2 separate regions of the Oryctolagus cuniculus genome follow, and region 1 is linked to region 2. A link is a contact called in public Hi-C data. All regions are on one chromosome and are shown on one strand. Each heading gives the region's core, a stretch centred on a gene start, on an enhancer-like site or on the middle of the called end of the contact. The rest is flanking DNA. Distances are from core to core; before and after follow the strand shown. Region 1 overlaps NHSL1 (NHS like 1). Region 2 overlaps NHSL1 (NHS like 1).

Region 1 (3,546 bases), core at 863-3,362, 92 kb before region 2:
CTCCACTTCTTATCCCGCTCCCTGCTAAATGTGCCTGGGAAAGCAGAAGATGGTCCAAGTGCTTGGTGCCTCTGCACCCATGTGAAAGACCCAGAAGAAGCTCCAGGCTCCTAGCTTCAGCCTGGCCCAGCCCTGGCCATTGCAGCCATTTGGGGAGTGAACCAGTGGATGGAAGATCTCTCTCTTTCACCTTCTCTCTGTATCTCTGCTTTTCAAATAAATAAATAAATATTTAAAAAAGAAAAAGAAAACCTTCCCTGACCCTTCCCAAGAGGGTAGATTATCTACAGCTGTGTGGCTTCTTCATGCCATAAACATGCTCATCTCTCTCCCCTGCTAGGACCTGCTCCTGGAAGTCAGGGACTGGGCCTAGTAGCTTGCCAGTAAGTTTGTTGATCAAATGGGAAAAGGACTGATCTATTCCTTGTCTGTGAGGCATTCCACTGGAACAAGACAGAATAAAATGGTAACACAGCATATTTTGAGTTAGAAGATGCTTACTTCACTTGGGGGCTGGAAGGAAATAGTACCAGGGACAACTTGACATAGCAGGTGACATGTGAGCTGGACCCTGATGGGAGAACAAGGCTTGCTAGAGGAAGAAGCATGTGAAACACATTCCCAGTAGACAGAAGAGCCAGAGCAGGATATAAACAGAATGGTGAGGCACCTGTGTGCTGAGAGCTCTGAGCTGTGCATGTAAGGATGGTCACAATGCCTCTCACAGCCCCAGTCAGGCTGCTTTGCAAAGTGCACTGCATTGCTCAGACTCCCTTCCACTTGGGCCTCAGCACCTGGCCTTGAATTTGCAAAGCAGGTGCACACAGAGAGCTTGGCTGAGCATGGTGAGCCCTCAGTTCTACAAGTCTGCCTCAGCTGCTTCTGTGAGCAGGTGACCAACAGTTGAGGTCCCCAAAGCCTACATGTGCAATCTCTAATCTCATGGCGATGGGAGGCCAGGCACATGGAACACACTTTACTGGTAAGGTACACAGCTGAGGCACTGTGGTCTGAGTCAAAAACTGCGTGCAGTGAGAATGGCTTCCATGGCCAGCAGGTCTGAGTCATTGCTGGGAGTTGAGCTTGGGCTTGTTCCCCAGAATTTTTCCATGAACTGATGAGCACCACACCCCCTCTTTAAAGTCCCCCAAAGCTTTACATTGCTGTCTGCAACTGAACCTGCAGGAGACAATCTGCTGGCCTGATGAAACTGAACGTGGAGACGTGGCTGGAAAAGGTAAGTCATGACCAATGCAAAGGAGCCTCGCCTGTCAAGACGGAGGCACTGGCCTTCATTCAGCTGGCAACGGCAAACATCAAAGTTTCCGTGCAAGATACCGATCTGTGTTTCAGAAAAACCTCCGCGACATGGAAGCATGAACAGAAAAAATACACCGATTGTATCAATCCAAAGTAAACTAAGGCTGATGAAAAAAGGCAAGGTGGAAAACAGTGCAGTGTGTGTGTGTTGCTGACTTCTTGTACGCCTAATCTATGGCTGCACCAACACAGCATCTCCCCTGGAGTGCTTTACTCCAGGCGGGACACTAGCAGTCCCTGCGTTAAGTGCACTGGCACCAACTCACTTCGGTTAGCCTCAGGTGCCACGTTCAGTTACATGTGAGGGAATTCCAAACTACTCTCTTCGGCTGCCAACCAACTGCCGGCTTTGTCAGTCTGATGTTTTTCTAAGAGGTATGCAGAAACTGAATGGTAACAATCAAAGCCCACCAATGACAATAACAGCGACACTCTTGCTATTCATTAATTAAACGCTGACTTCTCCCCAGTCTTCATCACATGACTCTGAAGCATGGCACACGTGCTGAAGAACACCTAAGACCATCTAACCACTGCCACACACAAGGGAAAGAGCCTTGGACAATGGAAACAAGACAGGGCCTTTTCAAATTGGATGCGAAGGCGATGCCAGAGCACTCACAGGAAAACAACAGTGTCCTCTCTGGTTCTATGCAGCAGGAAAAGCTTTAGTAGGGGATATGTAGGAGCAGCGAGAGTCCCCAGGAGAGACAGCGGGTAAGTGTACCAGCCGCCCAGCCTGACAGTCACAGTGAAATGCTGCCACTGCTGCCACCTGTTGGCCAGCACTGATCCTGCCGAAGTCTGAATGCTGGCAGAAGAGTGGGAGGCCAGGGCTGCCCGGCTTGCTGTGGATCCAATAATCTGCTCAATGGTGAGCAGCCCGGCATGGCGGAGCCCAGGCCGCACCCCTGCACTCTGGTTGCAAGGCAGTCTAAGCTGTGAACACAATGGCGCACTGTGGCTGCTAAGGAGAGCAGTCCGCTCAGACAGGGTGGGGTGGGAGATGAGTAAGACAGTGACAACATGGGCTGCAGGATTTCTGGCCAAGTTCTTCCGTCAGAACAATGACTAACATGCTCCAAAATCAACTGGCCTCTGTGGTGTCTTATCTCAGTTTTGATTCAAATCCAGAAGTATAGTTATTTACATCTGAATCAGAAACTGAAAAATTAAGAGACTTCTATTACTCAAATTGTAGCAGCAGCCCACAGAATTCACCAAGCATCAGCTCAACACAGTTCAGTTTTAGTTTCTTTCTAAAAAACTGCCTTTTGAGAGAACTAAAAAGAACTAAGGCAGATGCTATAAAGACATGCTCCAATCCATATCACATTAAGAAAAATAGTGACAACCGAGTTTAAGGGAGAAAGTTCACAGGAATGACTTCAGAAATCCAGGGTACTTCACGGTGGTTACAATCTCACTTCACAAAGTAAAGACTAAGCTTGACAAACTCATTCAAATTAGAAAAAAAGAAAAAGAAAGAAAGAAATAGAAAGAAGAAAAGTTGAGGCCAGTGCTTTGGTGTAGTAGGTTAAGTCTTCACATGCAGCACCAACATCCCATATGGGTGCTGGTTCGAGTCCTGGCTGCTCCACTCTCAACCCAGCTCCCTGCTATGGCCTGGGAAAGCAGTGGAAGATGGCCCAAGTCCTTAGGTCCCTGCTCCCATGTAGAAGAACCAGAAAAAGCTCCTGGCTCCTGGCTTTGGATTGGTCCGTCTCTGGCTATTGTGGCCATTTAGGGAGTGAAACAGCAAATGGAAGACCTTTCTGTCTCTCTCTCTCTCTCTGTAACTCTGCCTCTCCAATACATAAATAAATCTTAAAAAAAAAAATAAAGTAAAGTTTACGTTTGGCCTTCATTCTCTGCTGTGTGATACGTTTTCACAGAGAAGACAGTGAGCAATCCACGCGACAACACAGTAACTGCAGTACACACACGTCCTACACTGCCGGGGGAGAACAAACACTCCATGGCAGAGCATCCATTGAGAAATAGAACTTTTCTGCACCCACTGCATAATTAGCCTTTTCTGAATGAGACAAGAAAAAAAAATATGTCACCATGTATACTCATACAGTAACATCTTTAAGGGTGTATTTTTAAAAAGATTATTCGTTTATTTGAAAGGCAGAGTTACAGAGAAAAAGGGAAATCTTCCATCCACTGTTTCATTCTCCAAACGACTGCAACGCCAAGCCATGCTGAAAGCCAGGAGCC
Region 2 (3,686 bases), core at 39-2,538:
AGTGCCTGGTTTTATTTTACATATACCCTTTTGTATATACAGTAAAAGACATAGCATATATTAACAATACTCAATGGAATTCCTTAATGAATAAATGAGGTCATTCCCTTTCATCTCTATTGATACACATGGAGGGAGGGGTCTCTTTCACTCCACTCTTCACTCCACTCTCACTCCACTTTTTTTTTTTTTTTTTTGACAGGCAGAGTGGACAGTGAGAGAGACAGAGAGAAAGGTCTTCCTTTGCCCTTGGTTCATCCTCCAATGGCCGCCGCGGCTGGCGCACCGCGCTGATCCGAAGGCAGGAGCCAGGTGCTTCTCCTGGTCTCCCATGGGGTGTAGGGCCCAAGCACTTGGGCCATCCTCCACTGCCTTCCCGGGCCACAGCAGAGAGCTGGCCCGGAAGAGGGGCAACCGGGAAAGAATCCGGCGCCCTGACCGGGACTAGAACCCAGTGTGCCAGCACCGAAGGCAGAGGATTAGCCTAGTGAGCCGCAGCGCCGGCCTCACTCCACTCTTTCAATTTAATTGTCCTGCACTAATCTTTCACTTTCTGACCTCCTAGTTGAGTTTCAAACTTGTCTTTCTTGCCTGCTGACACTCTTATCTAGACTGGCTCATTGTTCTCCTCCTGGTCTTTATTGAAAGGGCCTACCTAGCTTCCATCACTTGATCTTCCTCCCTCATTACTACTGAAATATTTACTGCTGTTAATGCACCCCGCCTTAGACCAATGTCTCTGCATACCACACAGGACTTCTCTATCTATTACTGACACTTCCAAATTTATTTTTTAACCTGTGACCACTCAATTAATCCAATGATGCAAAAATGCTAAGAAAATCCAGGAGCTGGCCTGAATTCCATGTCCATATTTTCTTGTATTTATGGCTGATGTTTTGAATTCACTGCATTACACAAAGTTTCCTCAAGAGGGTGGCTCTGAGGGATGGGGTAGCTTCTTGGCTTGACCTTGTATCAGCTGCATGAATCTGCGGTACACAGACAGACTCGGTGACTGCCTAACCTTTTCTCTCTAAAGCCTCACAGGTTTTAGTGTCCACACATTTAGGCATTTAGGCAGCATTCGACACTGTGCAATCTCTGTGGATAATGACTTCAGGGGAAGTAGATTTTCCCCTTCCTGGGAATATATTCCTTCTCTGTTGTCTTCTTCTCTAGTGATCCTCTTTCTTTCTGGCAGTCTGGGAACAATCTGTGCCTGAGTTTTTGATGCAGAGTTCTTGCCTTAGGCCCCAACAACATGACTTCACAACTGTGGCCCCACTGCAGCGATACAGGTTTGATAAATGTGTGTTGTGTTGCCTGAAATCTAATATCCACATCAAATAGCGGCCTCTCTGCCCTCCTGGCTGACCCCTCTCTCCAATTGCCCCTCAAAAGGGGTATTCATAAACTGTCTTTCTGCTCTCTCTTCTTCTCCTTGGCAAAGCCTTTCAGTCAATGCAGCTGCTACCTCCAAAACATGTGACAAGGTCTCTGCAAAGAGGCGCCCAGCACCTACACTCCAGTCACCACACCCAGTGTTCCTGGAACTCCTCACCCTGAGGGCGCTGGTTCTCAGCACTTCCAAGTCAGAACTCAACCATCTTTCCACAGACAGACAGCCCTCTGTCTGGTGAACGCCAAATCCATACAGTGGGCATCCTGGAAATGAGTGAGACATTCTGGGTTGTCACAACGATTGGGCAACACCATTGGCACCGGGTGGGCAGGCAGCAGGGATGCAAGATGTTTTGCAATGCGTGTGATGATATACTGTCCTACATGGTGATAGATGTCAAGAGTTCTGAATGTTTATGTTGATTTTAAAAACTCTTCATAGTATCATGTTTTTATCATGTAAAACTACGATGTTTGTGCTTTAATGAATATCAAAATTGCTAGGAAGGCAGTTAACACGGAAGTCAAATCAACCTTTCTGTGCTCCACTGTCCACACAGCAGGAGAACAGGGGCTGAGAGCATCTCTTATAGGTTGACTTGTGTCCCCTCACAGATGTGTTGAGTGGGTTCAATTCCCAGCTCCAGCTCCTGACTCCAGCTTTCCATCAATGCAGACCCTGGGAGGCAGAGGTGATGACTCAAGTGCTTGGGTCCCTGCCAGGCACATGGAAGACAGGGATTGAGTTCTTAGACTCTGGCTTCAGGCTGGCCCAGCCCCAGGTGTTGTGGATGTTCGGGGAGTTAACTAGCCAATAGGAATTTTCTGTCTCTCCCTCTCAAATAAATAAAATAACTAGAAAATTTCAAAACTAATTGTACATTTCTGAAAATTGCATCTCTGATCTCTCTACCACTTACAAGGTTGCAATCATCAGCTTTCTCATCATAGCAACTCCACATTCATATATGGATCTAAGAGTCTCATTAAGTCTTGCAGTAAATACAGTTTTACCTGAGCAATGAGTATGAAACATTATAAATGACTTTCATTTCCCCTTACATTATAGTTAGGGCATTATACTGATTTTTTAAAACTGTGTATATAGATGTGGGTTATATTGCCTATGAAATTCCCATTTCAGGATACATAAAAGGGTATTATAAAAATACCCATTATGAGTGAGAAGCATTGTTCTAAAGGTTGTGTTAATACTTCAGTGCTGCTACCTGCACATCCAACAGAATGCTCAAACTTTGCTGGTGATCATGTATGCCACCTTCCTAAAAATCTCTATTTGCCTTTTTTCTAAATATTATTACAAAAACACATTTGAACATGGACCTTTACTCTTTTTTTAAGATTTACTTTATTTATATGAAAGGCTGGGGGAGAGAGGAGAACAGAGAGAAACTGATCCATCCACTGGTTCATTCCCAGATGGCCACAAGGAGCCTGGAGCTCCACCATGGTCTCCCACATGGATGGCAGGGTCCCAAGAACTTGGGCCATCATCTGCTGCTTTACCAGGCACATTAGCAGCTGGATCAGAAACAGAGCAACTGGGACTTGAATCGGCACTGCAGTACGGGAGGTAGCCATCACAGGCAGTGCCTTAACCCACTGCACCACAACACTGGCCCTGAATATGGACCCTTTTCTTCACAATGCTCTGAGATTTAAGTTTGCCAATCTCTAAAATGACATCTAGTTTTCCCCTGTCCTTTTGTAGGGTGGCTGAATCCTGCCTCATTTCCTTATAACACAACAGCATCTCATACTCCAGAGAGCACTTACAGTTGAAATTAAAGTGAGTGACCTTCTACACATTGTTTTTAATTCAGGTTACCCCTGTGATTTTAATCATTAGATTACAAAAAATCCAAGAGTTGGGGCTGCGGCTCAACACAATGTTTAAGCTCTGCAGTGTTAACACACTGCTTAGGATATCTGCGTATCATATCAGAGAGCCTGGATTGGATTTCTGGGTTATGCTCCAAATTCCAGATTCTTCACAATGTGCACACTGGAAGGCAGCAAGTGATGGCTCAAGTATTTGAGTCCCTGCCACCCACATGGGAGACCTGCATTGGGTTCCTCACTAACTCCACCTGGCCCAGTTTCAGCTGTTGTGAGCATTTGGGGAGTGAACCAGCAAATGGGAGCTTGCTCATTTCTCTCTCTCTCTCTCTCTGTCTCTTTCCCAAATAAAAAAAAAAATTAAAAAGAAGTTCAGGAGTAAAAGACCAGAGGTCAGAGCCTGGTTTTCCATAAGATTCCCC

Evidence for each region. A called contact is a pair of places that touch in the nucleus more often than the background predicts.
Region 1: a Hi-C map of an unstated tissue shows a contact between it and region 2, with 1.7 times the contacts expected there. The contact joins two enhancer-like sites. A contact is called at or near these places in 3 of 6 Hi-C or Micro-C datasets (ear pinna, psoas muscle and an unstated tissue).

Annotation. Positions count from the first base shown.
Region 1 is chr5:30,361,152-30,364,697 of mOryCun1.1, reverse strand. All of the region lies in intron 1 of NHSL1 (NHS like 1), which reads right to left. Among named protein-coding and RNA genes, the nearest start is that of HEBP2, 110 kb to the left of the region's middle. Within about 2 kb of position 2,112, at least 3 of the 8 cell types and tissues checked have an H3K27ac peak or open chromatin away from gene starts, as enhancers often do. A contact at or near this core is called in ear pinna, where this site is marked.
Region 2 is chr5:30,268,528-30,272,213 of mOryCun1.1, reverse strand. All of the region lies in intron 1 of NHSL1 (NHS like 1), which reads right to left. Among named protein-coding and RNA genes, the nearest start is that of NHSL1, 90 kb to the right of the region's middle. Within about 2 kb of position 1,288, at least 1 of the 8 cell types and tissues checked has an H3K27ac peak or open chromatin away from gene starts, as enhancers often do. A contact at or near this core is called in ear pinna, where this site is marked.